Regions from separate parts of the Mus musculus genome. Here region 1 is linked to region 2. The links are chromatin contacts, called in public capture Hi-C maps. All regions are on one chromosome and are shown on one strand. Each heading gives the region's core, a stretch centred on a gene start, on an enhancer-like site or on the middle of the called end of the contact. The rest is flanking DNA. Distances are from core to core; before and after follow the strand shown.

Region 1 (6,932 bases), core at 663-3,162, 260 kb after region 2:
CACTGAGGGGCTATGAGTATGGCTCAGCGGTAGAGAGAGCCCTTGCCTCATATATACTTGATTCCATCCACGGCATTACAGAAGAACAAGGGTTGGCCCAGATACGAGGTTCCTGGGCTTGAGCAGGCTGCCATGGGCACTCTGACCAAGTGGGAGCTTTCAGAGGTAAAATGCCGACAGGTGAAACACAAGCACCTTATCAGGAAATTCCTGGGATTGAAGATTTCATGGAGAAGGAGGTCAGAGAGACCAGATACAACCAGAAGAAGGGGATAGATGACTGGTCTCATGCACCCAGGCTTCTGATGCCCACAAGAGCCAAATGAAAACTGTTAGAAGGCAAAGGAACAAACAAACACAAGAAAAAACCTTTGAGATTTTCTGTGCTGCCAATCGTCTACAAGCCTTTGCATATTTAGTTTCTTTTATTGGGGGGAGGGAATGCTTCTCAATTAGGGTTTCTATTGCTGTGATGAAACTCCATGACCAAAAAGGAAGTTGAGGGGGAAAGAGTTTAATTGACATACATTTCTAGATTATAGCTTATCATTGGAGGAAGTCAGGGCAGGCATTCAGGCAAGGCTGGACCTGCTGATGCAGAGGCCATGGAGGGGTTCTGCTTACTGGCTTGCTTCCCCTGGGTTGTTCAGCCCGCTTTCTTATAGAACCCAGTACCACCAGTCCAGGGATGGCTCCACCCATAATGGGCTGGACCCCCCCCCCAACTTTGATCACTAATTAAGAAAATGCCCGATGTCTGGATCTCATGGTGGCATTTTCTCAATGGAGGCTTGTAGTGGGTTGGCCTAACACTGCTTGTATTCTAATGCTAAGTGCTGGCCTCCAAGATTTAGAGCATGTAGTCTTTAATTAATTCTGATTGGTAAATAAAGATGCCAGCAGCCAAGAGCTGGGGAGAAGATAGGCAGGGTTTAGGTTTCCCCAGGTAGAGACCATGAGAAAGGAGCAGGAGGAACAAAGTTGCCATGGAAGAAGAAGAACGTGCAGAAGGAAGGCGAGCTACCATGTGAAAGGGCCAAGAGAATATGGCCCAGAGGGCTGCTCAGTTGGGTCAAGAGCAGCCAAGATGGAACATAGAAATTTGTAAGTAGTAACTGGGAGTTATTGATGGGAGAATGGATTCTAACAGGATGGAGGTTAGGCAGTTGTCCAGCTATTGAGCTGCTTAAGGCATATTAAAATATAAAGGCTGTGTATGTGTCTTTCATTCCGGAATACAAATGGTCAAAGGCAGGAAGGAAACCCATGCCAGGATTTAAATATTTCTAACCACAGAGGCTCCTTTCCATCTGATGACTCTAGCTGGAGTCAACTTGACACACAGAACCAGCAGGCGCAGGTGCTTTGCATTGTGATGTACCTTTCCTAGATGCAAGAAAAGACAAAGAAAACAAACGCAGGCTCCCTGTGGTGGCTTGAATATGTTTGGCCCAGGGAGTGGCACTATCAGGAGGTGTGGCCTTATTAAAGTAAGTGTGGCCTTGTTGTAGGAAGTGTGCCACTGTGGGGCTGGACTTTGAAACCTTCCTCCTATCTGCCTTTGTGAGACCCTGACCCTCAGTAGTGCTACTTCCTTTGAGATACTCTGAGTGAGACACAGATCGATGCAAAAGCAAGAGGTTTATTTTCTGGCACGTCGGGGTCAACTCTCAATCAGTCCCTCGAGGTGAATGATGACAAGGCGACCCCGAATGGCTATTATAAGCAGTTTTTATACTTTTTTAGGGGCACAGGTTACATCAGCAAGGTTACAGTTCAAACTTATTGGCTAAACTTATTGACCTTTAACTCTATTGGCTAGCAAGCGTGACACACATTTGAACTCTACCTGGGGACTTTCCAGAGGGTCAGGTGACTATCAGTCAGTACGTTCTGAGACTTTTTTACTCAAGAATGTTCCTGTGGGTGGAGAATGGAACTTGGCCTACCCTTCACCCCAGATGGGAGAGGGAAGCTGTAAGGAGGGAGTGGGACTGGAAAAAGTCCTTAGGATCCCTCACCTTCAAAACAAGAGGTAGAGCTCTCAGCTCCTCTAGGGTCATGCCTGCCTGGATGCTGCCATGCTTCTTGCCATAGTGATAATGGAGTGAACCTCTAAACTTGTAAGCAAGCACCAATTAAATGTTGTTCTTTATAATAATTGCCTTGGTCATCATCATGTCTCTTCACATCAATGAGAGCCTACTAAGACATTCCCTGAGATGGTGGCTTCTTGGTCCAGGAAGATATTGCAAGGAAGAAGACACCGGGGTGGGTATCTAAACAGGACCCATTGGGGAAAGGAGAGGATATGAGGACCCTATAAAAATGCGAAATAAGGACACACTCTCAGCTTTAGGGTCCTTCTTTTCCCAAGAGGTAAAAGCGTTTATTTCTGCATTCTCTATGGAACTCTGTCTTTCCCAGAGGTTTAGTTCTTTGTTAGTGCCAGGGAGTGAGCTCTGCAGTCCCCTAGGTGATCACCAACATCCCTCTTAGTCATAGGCTATATGTTTAACTCATTTGCCACCATGATCCTTGCCCTTACTGCCCAAGAGAAACTTCACTGGGGATGTTATATCCCATTCTGTAGCTGTTGTGTGTGGAAGGGTTAGAGGAAAGGAGCAGAAGATCAATGAAATAACCAGGCATATGGAGGAGGGTGAAGAGATATTAGAAACTGGTTGGCTTGATGTTATGAGGAACCTAGACCTCAATGCTCAGTGCTGAGAGAGGTGGGGCCTTTGAGAAGTGATTTGATCATGAGGACTCTGACATCACAAATGGTTTCATTAATTGATGGGTTCAGAGTTTAAGGAAATATTGTGGAAGTGTATGGAAACCTTACTAGGTGGGACATAGTTAGGAGGAGCTAGTTGATGAGAACTTGCTCATGAAGGGGATATTTGTTCCCCCTCCCCCAGCCAATCTGTATCTCTCTGCTTCCTGGTCCACATGAGGTGAGCATCCTTCTCTGGTCCACACTCCTAATGCTGTGGTGTTTGGCTTCACCTCAGTCCTAAATCAGTAGAGCCAGCTGAATACAAGCTGGGGATCCTGAAACAAATACAAACCATGGTTTCAATAGGGGTTGAGATTCTGTGTAGTTGCTTATGTCCACTAAGGTATTTAGGAGGTAACCCTTGGAAAAGAAGCTACAATGGGCTTTGTAGGTAGCCAGACTTGATACACATGAAATAGAATAAGCCCCAATGGTGGCCTCACAAGGGAAATATCTCACAGACCCTTTAAGATCCTCTACCCCAAGGACTAAAGTTCTTTATATAAATTTGGATTAAATAAGACATATTTTAGAATTTTTGGAACAGTGGATTAATTTCATTATTTTCTTTTTTATTAGATGTTTTCTTCATTTACATTTCAAATGCTATCCCCTTTCCTAGTTTCCTCTCTGAAAATCCCTTTATTACCCTCCCCCCTGCTCCCCAACCCACCCACTCCCGCTTCCTGGCCCTGGCATTCCCCTATACTTGGACATAGAATCTTCACAAGAGCAAGGGCTTCTCCTCCCAATGATAGCCAACTACATATGCAGCTAGAGACATGAGCTCTGGGGGTACCGGTTAGTTCATATTGTTGTTCCTCCTATAGGGCTGCAGACCCCTTCAGCTCCTTGGGCACTTTCTCTAGCTCCTTCATTGGGGACCCCGTGTTCCATCCAATAGACTGTGAGCATCCACTTCTGTATTTGCCAGGCACTAGCATAACCTCACAGGAGACAGCTATATCAGGATCCTTCCAGCAAAATCTTGTTGGTATATTCAATAGTGTCTGGGTTTGGTGGTTGTTTATGGGATGGATCCCATCATTATTTTCGTTTTAAAAATTTATGTTTTTTTCTCTTTTCTTCCTTATCTGTGAAATGGGGATAGCAATATTCACCTTCCAGAGATCTTGCAAGAGTTAAACTACAGCCTATGTAGCTGCATTCCATGTGCTGACTGATACTGAGCATGCCATCAATTGTATTTATTATTCTTTTGAACCTTAATTTGTTCTTTCTTAAGCAAGAATGCTACTTCTTGACTTCTAGTCTTACAATATGATTTACAGAAGATGGGACACCATAGTGATCCAAGTATCACATTCTGGAAAAATGTTCTACCACTGAACCACAACCCCAGCCCCTCACTGGGGAATTTTAGGCAGGGGCTCTACCACTGAGCCACATCCTCAGCCCCTCACTGGGGGATTCTAGGCAGGGGCTCTATCACTGAGTCATGCCCCCAGCCCCTCACTGGGGGATTCTAGGCAGGGGCTCTGTTACTTATGTATCCTCCTAGGGGAATTTTAGGAAAGCTCTACTATTGGGCTATACCTGTCCCCCATTTTAAATAGCAACCCACTAAGTTGCCAAGGTTAGCATAGAACGCTGTACTATGTAGCCCAGGATGTTCTTGAACTTGTGATCTTCTTGTTCCTGTCTCCAACAAAACTGGGATCATGGGCCTGTGCTACTGGTCTCAGTTCATTTTCTCTTATTCCTGAGGCTAAGATCCTTCACATACTATTCTTCTAAGTTCCTGTCATTTTGTCTGGTTCCTTTAGCAATGTCTTGTGTGAGATCCAATTGATGTCTCCCTCACCCCTCCTTCCTTCCACCCAGACATTATTGATAATCCCATCATGGGTAGAGAGAAGCCCAGACTAGCTTCTCAATAAGTATTCTCCTTAGAAAAGCTCCAGAAGGCCCTTCTGAACAGAAGTGCTCAGAATGATTTAAGAACTAATCGTTGGGGGAGAGCATGGTGTGTTCAATGCTCGGGAACCTCCCTGGGAGACATTCAATGTTTAATGCATCCTGAACACCCTTCTGCTGCCACTACATTTTTTAACTTTACCACCGGATGAAGAGCCAATGTCAGTGATGGACTGAAGAGAGCCTTCCAAGAAATATGTCCCTTTCCCAGTAGGGTTTGCTTCTGCCTTGGCTTCAGGCTCAGGACAAAAAAATGGCAGTGGTTAATTCACTAGTGCAGGTCCTCTCTCTCTCTCTCTCTCTCTCTCTCTCTCTCTCTCTCTCTCTCTCTCTCTTTCTCTCTCTCTCTCTCTCTCTCTCTCCCCTCCCCCACCCCCTCCCCCTCCCTCTCTCTCTCTGTAATCATGTGTGCAGGTGGGTGTGTGCACCCGTGCATTTGTGTATGGAGGTACAAGTTGCTTTCACTTACCTTTCTGTTTCACTCCTCACCTTAATTGTATTTTTTTTAAGGTAGAAAAGGATTTAATTTTATTTTTAAGTATAAAAGTAGACCTTAAACAGGATTTTTCTTTTTCTTTTCACTATTTTATTTCATTCACTTTATATCCTGATTGCTGCCCCATCCTTCCTCTCTTCTCAGTCCCATTCTTACAAATCCTTCTCCCCGTTTCCCTCCTCACCATCTCCTCAGAGAAGGGAAAGCCTCTCTTGGGTACCACCCTGCCCTGGTACATCCAGTGGAAGCAGGACTAAGTGCATCCTCTCCCATTGAGGGTCAACCAGGCAGTCCAGTTATGGGAACAGGATCCAATGGCAGGTAACAGTCAGATACAACCTCTGTTCCAATTGTTAGGGGACTCATATGAAGACCAAGCTGCACATCTGCTACAAATGGGGTCCTAGGTACAGCTTCTGAATGCTCTTTGACTGGGAGTTTGATCTCTGTAGGCCACCATGAGCCCAGGTTAGTTAACTCTGTAGGTCTTTTGCTGTCCTTGACCCCTCCAGCTCCCTCAATTCTATTCACCAGTCTTTCACAAGACTCCCTGAGCTTCATCTGATGTTTAGCTGTAGGTCTCTGCATCTGTTTCCATCAGCTGCTGGATGAAGCCTCTTGGGAGACAATTATGCTAGGCTCCTGTCTGCAAGCATTAATAGTGTCAGGGGTTAGCTCTCTCACATGGATTGGGTCTCAATTTGGGGCAGTCATTTGTTGACCATTCCCTTAGTCTCTGCTCCATATGTAACCTTGCATATCTTGTAGGAAGGACAAATTTGGGGTTGAAGGCTTTGTGGGTGGGCTGGTGTCCTCTGCCCTCCACTGGAAGTCCAACCTGGCTACAGGAGATGGCCACTTCAGTCTCCATATCCCCCACTAGTAGGGATCTCAGCTAGAGTCACACCCACAGACACCCAGGAGCCTCTCCCTACCCCACTCCTATTCCAACTGTCCAGGTAGTCCCAGAGATGTCCTCACCAATATCTGTTCTCACCCCCAGCTCTTCGTGCCCCCTCTCCCCACACTTGATCCCTATCCCCATTCCCCTCCTTAACTTCTCTCCCACCCAGTTCCCATTATCCATAGACCTCTGATGACTGTTTTGTTTCCCCTTCCGAGTGAGATTCATGTATCCTCCCTTGAGCCCTCCTTATTACTTAGTTTTTGGGGCATGTAAATTGTAGCATGGTTACCTTGTACTTTATGGCTAATATTCACTTATGAGTATATACCATGTGTGTGTTTCTGGGTCTGGGTTACTTCACTCAGGATAATATTTTCTAGTTACATGCTTTTGTTTTCCAATTTCATGATGTCCTTGTTTTTGAACAGTTGAATAGCACTCCATTGTGTAGATTTACCACATTTCTTTACCCATTCTTCAGTTAAGGAATATCTAGGTTGTATTGCATTCGGTGATTAATGCTACTCAAATTGTCCTGGTGGTGGCAGTGCAGGTTTCTCACTACCCACATCAATGTTCTGGATTCGCAAATAAAAGAACACACAAGAACACACAAGAACACACACACACAAGAACACACACACACACACACACACACACACACACACACACACAGCCTTCTATTTTATGTCTTAAACAGATCAATGATTGGGCCACTCACAAACTTCCAGGTTGTTAACACCTCCTCTCCAATACTCCTGAGTTATTACTTACTAAAATCTATATTTTGTCTTTGTTTCCCTAGATCC
Region 2 (6,142 bases), core at 314-2,813:
CTTCTTCTTCTTTTGTTGTTGTCTCCCTAGCTCCTCTATTGCAGTTTAACACCTCAACACCTCAACTCAACTAACTTTCTAACTCTTCATCTCTAAACCTGCTCTTTCTGCAGCGGTCCTCATTCCTTTAGTAAGAGGTTGAACCTTGTGGTGCCTCTGTCTGAGAGTCTCAGAGGCCTTCTTAGTAGCTCCTTTTGCTCAGCGCACCACAGTCAGGATGTCAGCGCCATGGCCACAGATCACCATCTGAAGAGCTGCCACCTGGTCTCACCCTCACCTTTTTTTTTTTGTCAGGACCACTTAAATTGTGTCTCCGCGTGATCCTGTGGCTTGACCCCCTGTCTGCTTGGCTCATTTCTCTCTCTTTCTTTTCTTTTCCTTTTTCTTTTCTTTTCTTTTTTCTTTTCTTTTCTCTTTCTTTCTTTCTTTCTTTCTTTCTTTCTTTCTTTCTCTCTCTCCTTCCCTCCCTCCCTCCCTCCCTCCCTTCTTTCTTTCTTCTTTCTTTCTCTCTTTCTCTCTCTCTTTCTTTCTTTCTTTCTTTCTTTCTTTCTTTCTTTCTTTCTTTCTTCCTTCCTTCCTTCCTTCCTTCCTTCCTTCCTTTCTTTCTTTCTTTCTTTCTTTCTTTCTTTCTTTCTTTCTTTCTTTCTTTCTTTCAATTTTGCAGTGTGAGGATGGGCTCACAGGCCTTTGAGTCAAAGACTCTAACCCACTAAGCTCCATCTCAGCCCAAAGTCACAAGCCCAGCACAGAGCTCCACCCCCAGTTCAGAGCCCACCTCCAGCCTAGTGCTCTACCCCCAGTTCAGAGCTCCCACTCAGAGCTCCATTTGCAGCCCAGTGCTCCACCCTTTATTCAGAGTTCCACCTCTGTCCAGAGCTCCACCCATCCAGAGTTCAACCTCTACCTCAGAGCTCCACCCAATCCCAGAGCTCCACCCAATCCCAGAGCTAAACCCAATCCCAGAGCTCCACCCAATCCCAGAGCTCCACCCAATCCCAGAGCTCCACCTCTACCTCAGAGCTCCACCCAATCCCAGAGCTAAACCCCCAGCCTTGTGCTCCACTCCCAATTCAGAGAGCTCCTCCCACCCATTCCAGAACTCCGCCCTTAGCCTAGAGCCCCACCCCCAGCCTAGTGCTCCACCCAGTCTAGACCTCCACTTCGGCCTAGAGATCCACCGCAGCCCAGGCAGGATCTTTCATGTCAGCCCTTTGGATCCTTATCAGAGGGTGAGGCCTCACATCCTAGGCCCCAAGCAGTTCATTCCTTTTTCCTCTCAGAGTCCAGGTTCTTGATTACCTGCTCAGGGATCCTAGAAATCCCACGTGGGAATTAGGACCTCGCTCCACAACTCCTACTGCACATGTAGGTAGTGAGGTCACACCTCAGGCAGCCAACAACTGCCTCCAGATAGCCTTCAGAAAGCTTAAGGCATCGCGGTACAATACGCAGCTTTGACCAGTAGATGGCACTGTGGTTGTTTCCAAAAGGCAGCTGAGGCTTTTGGAGAAAGAAAATGTCCAAATGGCAGCAACAGCTGCACTCCGAACCCTGCAGGGAGCTTTCAAAAGCATTAACCCCTGAGTGGTAGGGAAGCAGGAGCTGGAGGCAGGGGGGGGATCTTAACTCCCGGAGGCCAGGCCAGAGGAGCAAGGGGCAAGCGGAGGCAGGAGAAAGCAAACTGCAGGGTGCCCTTTCTTAGGGACAGCCAGGGGCTCAGTTAGCCCAGGGGTGGGGTTTGGAGCCACTCTGGCACTCCGTTGGGGGGTGGTTTTCTAGAGATGAATGCAGCTGGGAGCCCCGTGCTGACTGTGTGAGATTGCCCTGCAGTTTCTTTTTAGTAACCACTTTGGGCCACTAATTTAAATCGTGGCTCCTCTACCCGTGAAGGCCAGGAACATTTCTTCTTCGTTTGTGTTGGTTTTTCAGAATACCCGACAAGTGTCAGATGCCTTAGAAATAGTTGTTGAACCAATGCCTAATTGATTAGATAGATAAATAAATTTTGGATTTGGGGGTGGTGGTGGTGAGGAAATTGAACCTTTCCCTTTGTTGAGAATTGAACCCAGGACCTCCTGTGTGTTAGGTAAGTGCTCTGTCAATGAGTTTCGGTCCTGAGAGTCAGCACCCTCCCCTCCCCCCATGCCCTACCTCAGGAAACAATGGCATTAAGGATCTTGCTTATTTGGTACAGGGTTTGTTGACTACGCTGGAAGCCCTAGGTTTCATCTCCAGCACAGCACAAACAGAGCACTTGGGAGGTGGCAGTAGGAGGTTCAGAAGTTCAAGGTCATCCTCCACTACTCCCGCAGTTCAAGGCCAGTCTGGAGTTTCTGAGACCCTGACTCATAGATAACTAAGTACATTTTACAAATTAAAAAAAAAAATTAGTGATGGGGGTTGGGGTGATGGCACAGTGGTTACAATGCTTGTCGTGCAAGCTGGAGGACCAGAGGTTGGATCCTAAGGACCCATGGAATGACAGGTGGGTGTGGCAGGTGGGTGTGGCGGCTTGCCTGTAAACCCAGCCTCTGAATTTAGAGATGGAGGAGCCAGGGAGCAAACTGGCTAGAGAGGAAACCAGCTCTATCAGTGAGCTCTGGGTTTAGCTGAGAGATTAGGCCTCAAGAAGAATAAGAGAAAGGATTGGGGAATATTTCACATATCAGTCTTGGGCCACACACACACACACACACACACACACACACACACACAAGCTTACACATATATATGAACATGCATGCACACCCCACATACACATGAAAAGAAAACAATAATAATAATGACAAACAACAGGACTCCCTGTTTGTGGTGCTACATGCCTTATAATCCCTGTAGGTTGGGAAGCGGAGGCAGGAGGATGTTCACCATTCTAGGCCACCATGGCCTACATAATGACATGTCTCAACAACAGGCATAAGCCCAGACAGGGAATTTCAAATGTCTGCCTTGGTGTCTTTCAGTGCTGACCCTCTCGACGGCATCCATTGCAGTACCAAGAGCTAGCCAAAACTCCTTCCCCACATCACATCTCCATACATCTGTCAAATCTGTGCTTCTCAATTCCCTCGGATCCATATTCATCCTTCTTTAGCAATTTATCTCTATCACATCCTCCTTTGAATTAAAAGGATTTAGTGGCTCATTCTGTCTTCCAGCTAGATGGGGTTATGTTAGGATCTCAGTTCAGGTCACCCAGGCAATATGGCAGCCATTATGGGCCAACTCCTTAAAGGGTCTTTAAAGAAAACACAATTAAGGCTGACAGCATTTTCTAAAGAGGGCACACCTATCTATGTCCCTTTACATCATTTTTCTTACTTTCTTTTTCTTTTTTTGTTCTAGTGCTGGGGATGGAACCTAGGACCTTGTACATGTTAGATAAGAGTTCTGTTGCTAAGCCACGCCCCCAGCCCCTCACTGCGGGATTCTAGTTAGGAGTTCTGCCACTTAACCACATTCCCAGATGGCCATAAGTGAATTTTAGGTTAAGTGCCTTACCATTGAACCATACCCCTCAGACATGTTGTTCTATTCATACATTAGAAGAAAGGAACACAGACTTGGACACTGCAATACTGCAGTGATAAGTACCTGAGGTAAACACATTGGTTTAGGAAGCTACTCTCACATCTGCAGCTCAGAAAGTAGAGAGAATGGAGCAGAAGTGAGACAAAGTGGTAGCCCTCATAGACCCTCCCCTAACAGCTTTAGGAGGGGCCATGTTATCTTGTTAGCTTCAGGAACTTATTATTGAGACTTGTGTGTTGTTTACTTCCTGAGTTCTATGAGCCTCACTTGCTCCTTCCTGGAAGGAAAGAAAGTGAAAGCAGTTCCTACTCTGAGGAAATGTCATTATAGCAGGGGAAAAGGACAGGATATGATTCGTGGCTAAAGTAAAATGAACAATAATTAAGGCCAGTGTCTAGAAACTCATAGTAACAAAGACACCTAGTTAAGAAGGACCTTGGAGACTACTTGATTTGTGCTCCAAGTTTTACAGCTGGAGAAAATTGAGGCTTAGCCAAATTAAGTCAACTATGATAGGTCCCCCAGCTCTGAAGCTGCATGCCTAGTTCCTAACATGGTGTTTGACCTATTTTCTACACAGCTATACACAAGAGCTGGGAGAGAAGACAGGTGCTAGAGTTGCTGACCTGTAGAGTAGAAGCATCCTTTTCAAGAATAAGATGGGATGACTGCTGATACCTTCGTTCTTCTCAAGCTCCCATGAAGCCCAGGGTAGCCTCTACTTGCTACCCTCAGTTTCCTCATTGTGCTTTGAATGTGAAAATTGTCCCTTAATGGTTTATGTGTTTGAACACGTGCTCCCTACCTTATAGCACACATATGCACACAAACACACAGCTGAATGACTAAATGCAATATAAATATAAAACAGGAGCTGGAGAGGTGGCTCCATTTGTTGTGCAAACATGAAGATCTGAGTTCTAACGCTCAGCACCTATGTAGAAAGGTAGGTATAGCCACATATGTGCTTGCAATACCAGCATAATGGGGTTAGGTTCAGTTGTGGAGACAGAAAAATCATTGGGACTTGTTGGCTGCCAGCCTAGCTTCAGGTTCAACAAGAGGCTCTGTCTCAAGGGAATAACTTGGAGAGTGATGGAGTAGAAACCTAGTGTCCCACCTCTGTCTCCAACACACACACACACACACACACACACACACACACACACACATACACACACCACACAAAGTGTGTAAGGTCATTTCGTCTGTATGTAGGTCTGTGCACCACTTGTGTACCTGGTATCTGAAGGAGCCAGAAGAGGGCATTGGAGTCTCTCAAAGTGGAGTAACAGGCAGTTGTGAGCAACCCTGTGGGTCCTGGGAATTGAACCTGAGTCCTCTGGAAGAGCAACAAGTGATCTTAACCAGAGACCTTTCCAGTCCCCTCATATTTGTGTGTGCATGTGCGTGTACGTATGTGTGTGGTGCATATACACATTACTGTGTGGTGTTCACGTTGAGACCAGAGCAAGACTTTGTGTGTCTTCCTCTATTGCTCACTACCTTGAGGCAGGATTTGCCACTGAAACAGAAGTACATCATTTTAGGTAGGTGGGGTGGCCAGTGAACCTGTCTTCACCTCACTGTTGGGTTACAAGCATTTGCAGCCATTATCTTGATTTTGATGTAGGTATTGGGGATTTGAACTCAGCTCTCCAGGTTCTCATAGTCCTCTACTCCTGTTTCCAGTTAACTACGATTAGTTAGCATTAGTTTCATGATGACTTGTCCTGGTTAGACTTTTGTCATATTGACACAAACAACAGTCATCTAGGAAGAGGGACTTCCATTGACAAAATGCATCCATCAGATTGCTTGTAGGAAAGTCTATGGGGGCATCTCCTTAATTAATAATCGATGTGGGATAGCTCATCCTACCATGAGTGGTGCCCCCTCTGTGCAAGAGGTCCTGGGTGGTACAAAGTAGGCTGAGCAATCCATGGGGAGCAAGCCAGTAAGCAGCACTCGTCCATGGCTTCTGCTTCAGTTCCTGCCTCCAGTTCCTTCAGTGATGGAGTGTGATCCGAGAGTCTTATGATGAAAGAAACCTCCCCCCACCCCCCACCCCCACCCCAGGTTGCCTTTGGTCATGGTGTTTCATCACAGCAGTAGAAAGCAGACTAGGACAGTGATATTTCTATTCACAAGTGTCATTGTGTTCCCCCATGTGGTCCCTGGGCTTTACCAGCCTGAGGCTGGATGCCAGCCTTCATGATGACCTTCGACTCTGGGCTCTTGAGCTCCCTGTGACATTGGGTTCCCTGCTCTGGAGCTGGAGGTAGAGGTGGTTGTAAGCTGCCCCACAGGGGTTCTGGGAACTAAATTCAGGTCCTCTGCCAAACGCCAACTTCTCTTATTTAACTTCTGAGCCTTCTCCTTACTTTCTTCTGTCTCACCATTAGGAGAGTGATGCTTGCCTCTCTGTGGGAAGAGGTAAAGGGTGAAGACTTAGAAAGAAAGCTCAGGATGTCCTCTACATGTCACAAAGTAAGGGGAAGCTTGTTCTGATGGCACAGGGCCCCATCATCCCATTATAGAGTCAGGAGGAACAAAGACTCAGTATGTGCCTGGGTTATAGAGCACATTTTTGGCCAACCTATGTTGGGAA

The links. Capture Hi-C pulls out chosen DNA fragments and counts their contacts.
Region 1: a contact with region 2 is called in a capture Hi-C map of embryonic stem cells, with 2.4 times the contacts expected there. The contact joins two enhancer-like sites. A contact is called at or near these places in 2 of 115 datasets of contacts at active chromatin or transcription factors (both in embryonic stem cells) and 1 of 9 other capture datasets (embryonic stem cells).

What each region holds. Positions count from the first base shown.
Region 1 is chr5:133,738,816-133,745,747 of GRCm38.p6, reverse strand. No RefSeq gene overlaps it. Among named protein-coding and RNA genes, the nearest start is that of Gm36667, 140 kb to the right of the region's middle. Within about 2 kb of position 1,912, at least 2 of the 459 cell types and tissues checked have an H3K27ac peak or open chromatin away from gene starts, as enhancers often do. A contact at or near this core is called in embryonic stem cells, where this site is marked.
Region 2 is chr5:134,002,277-134,008,418 of GRCm38.p6, reverse strand. No RefSeq gene overlaps it. Among named protein-coding and RNA genes, the nearest start is that of Gm40340, 45 kb to the left of the region's middle. Within about 2 kb of position 1,563, at least 73 of the 459 cell types and tissues checked have an H3K27ac peak or open chromatin away from gene starts, as enhancers often do. A contact at or near this core is called in embryonic stem cells, where this site is marked.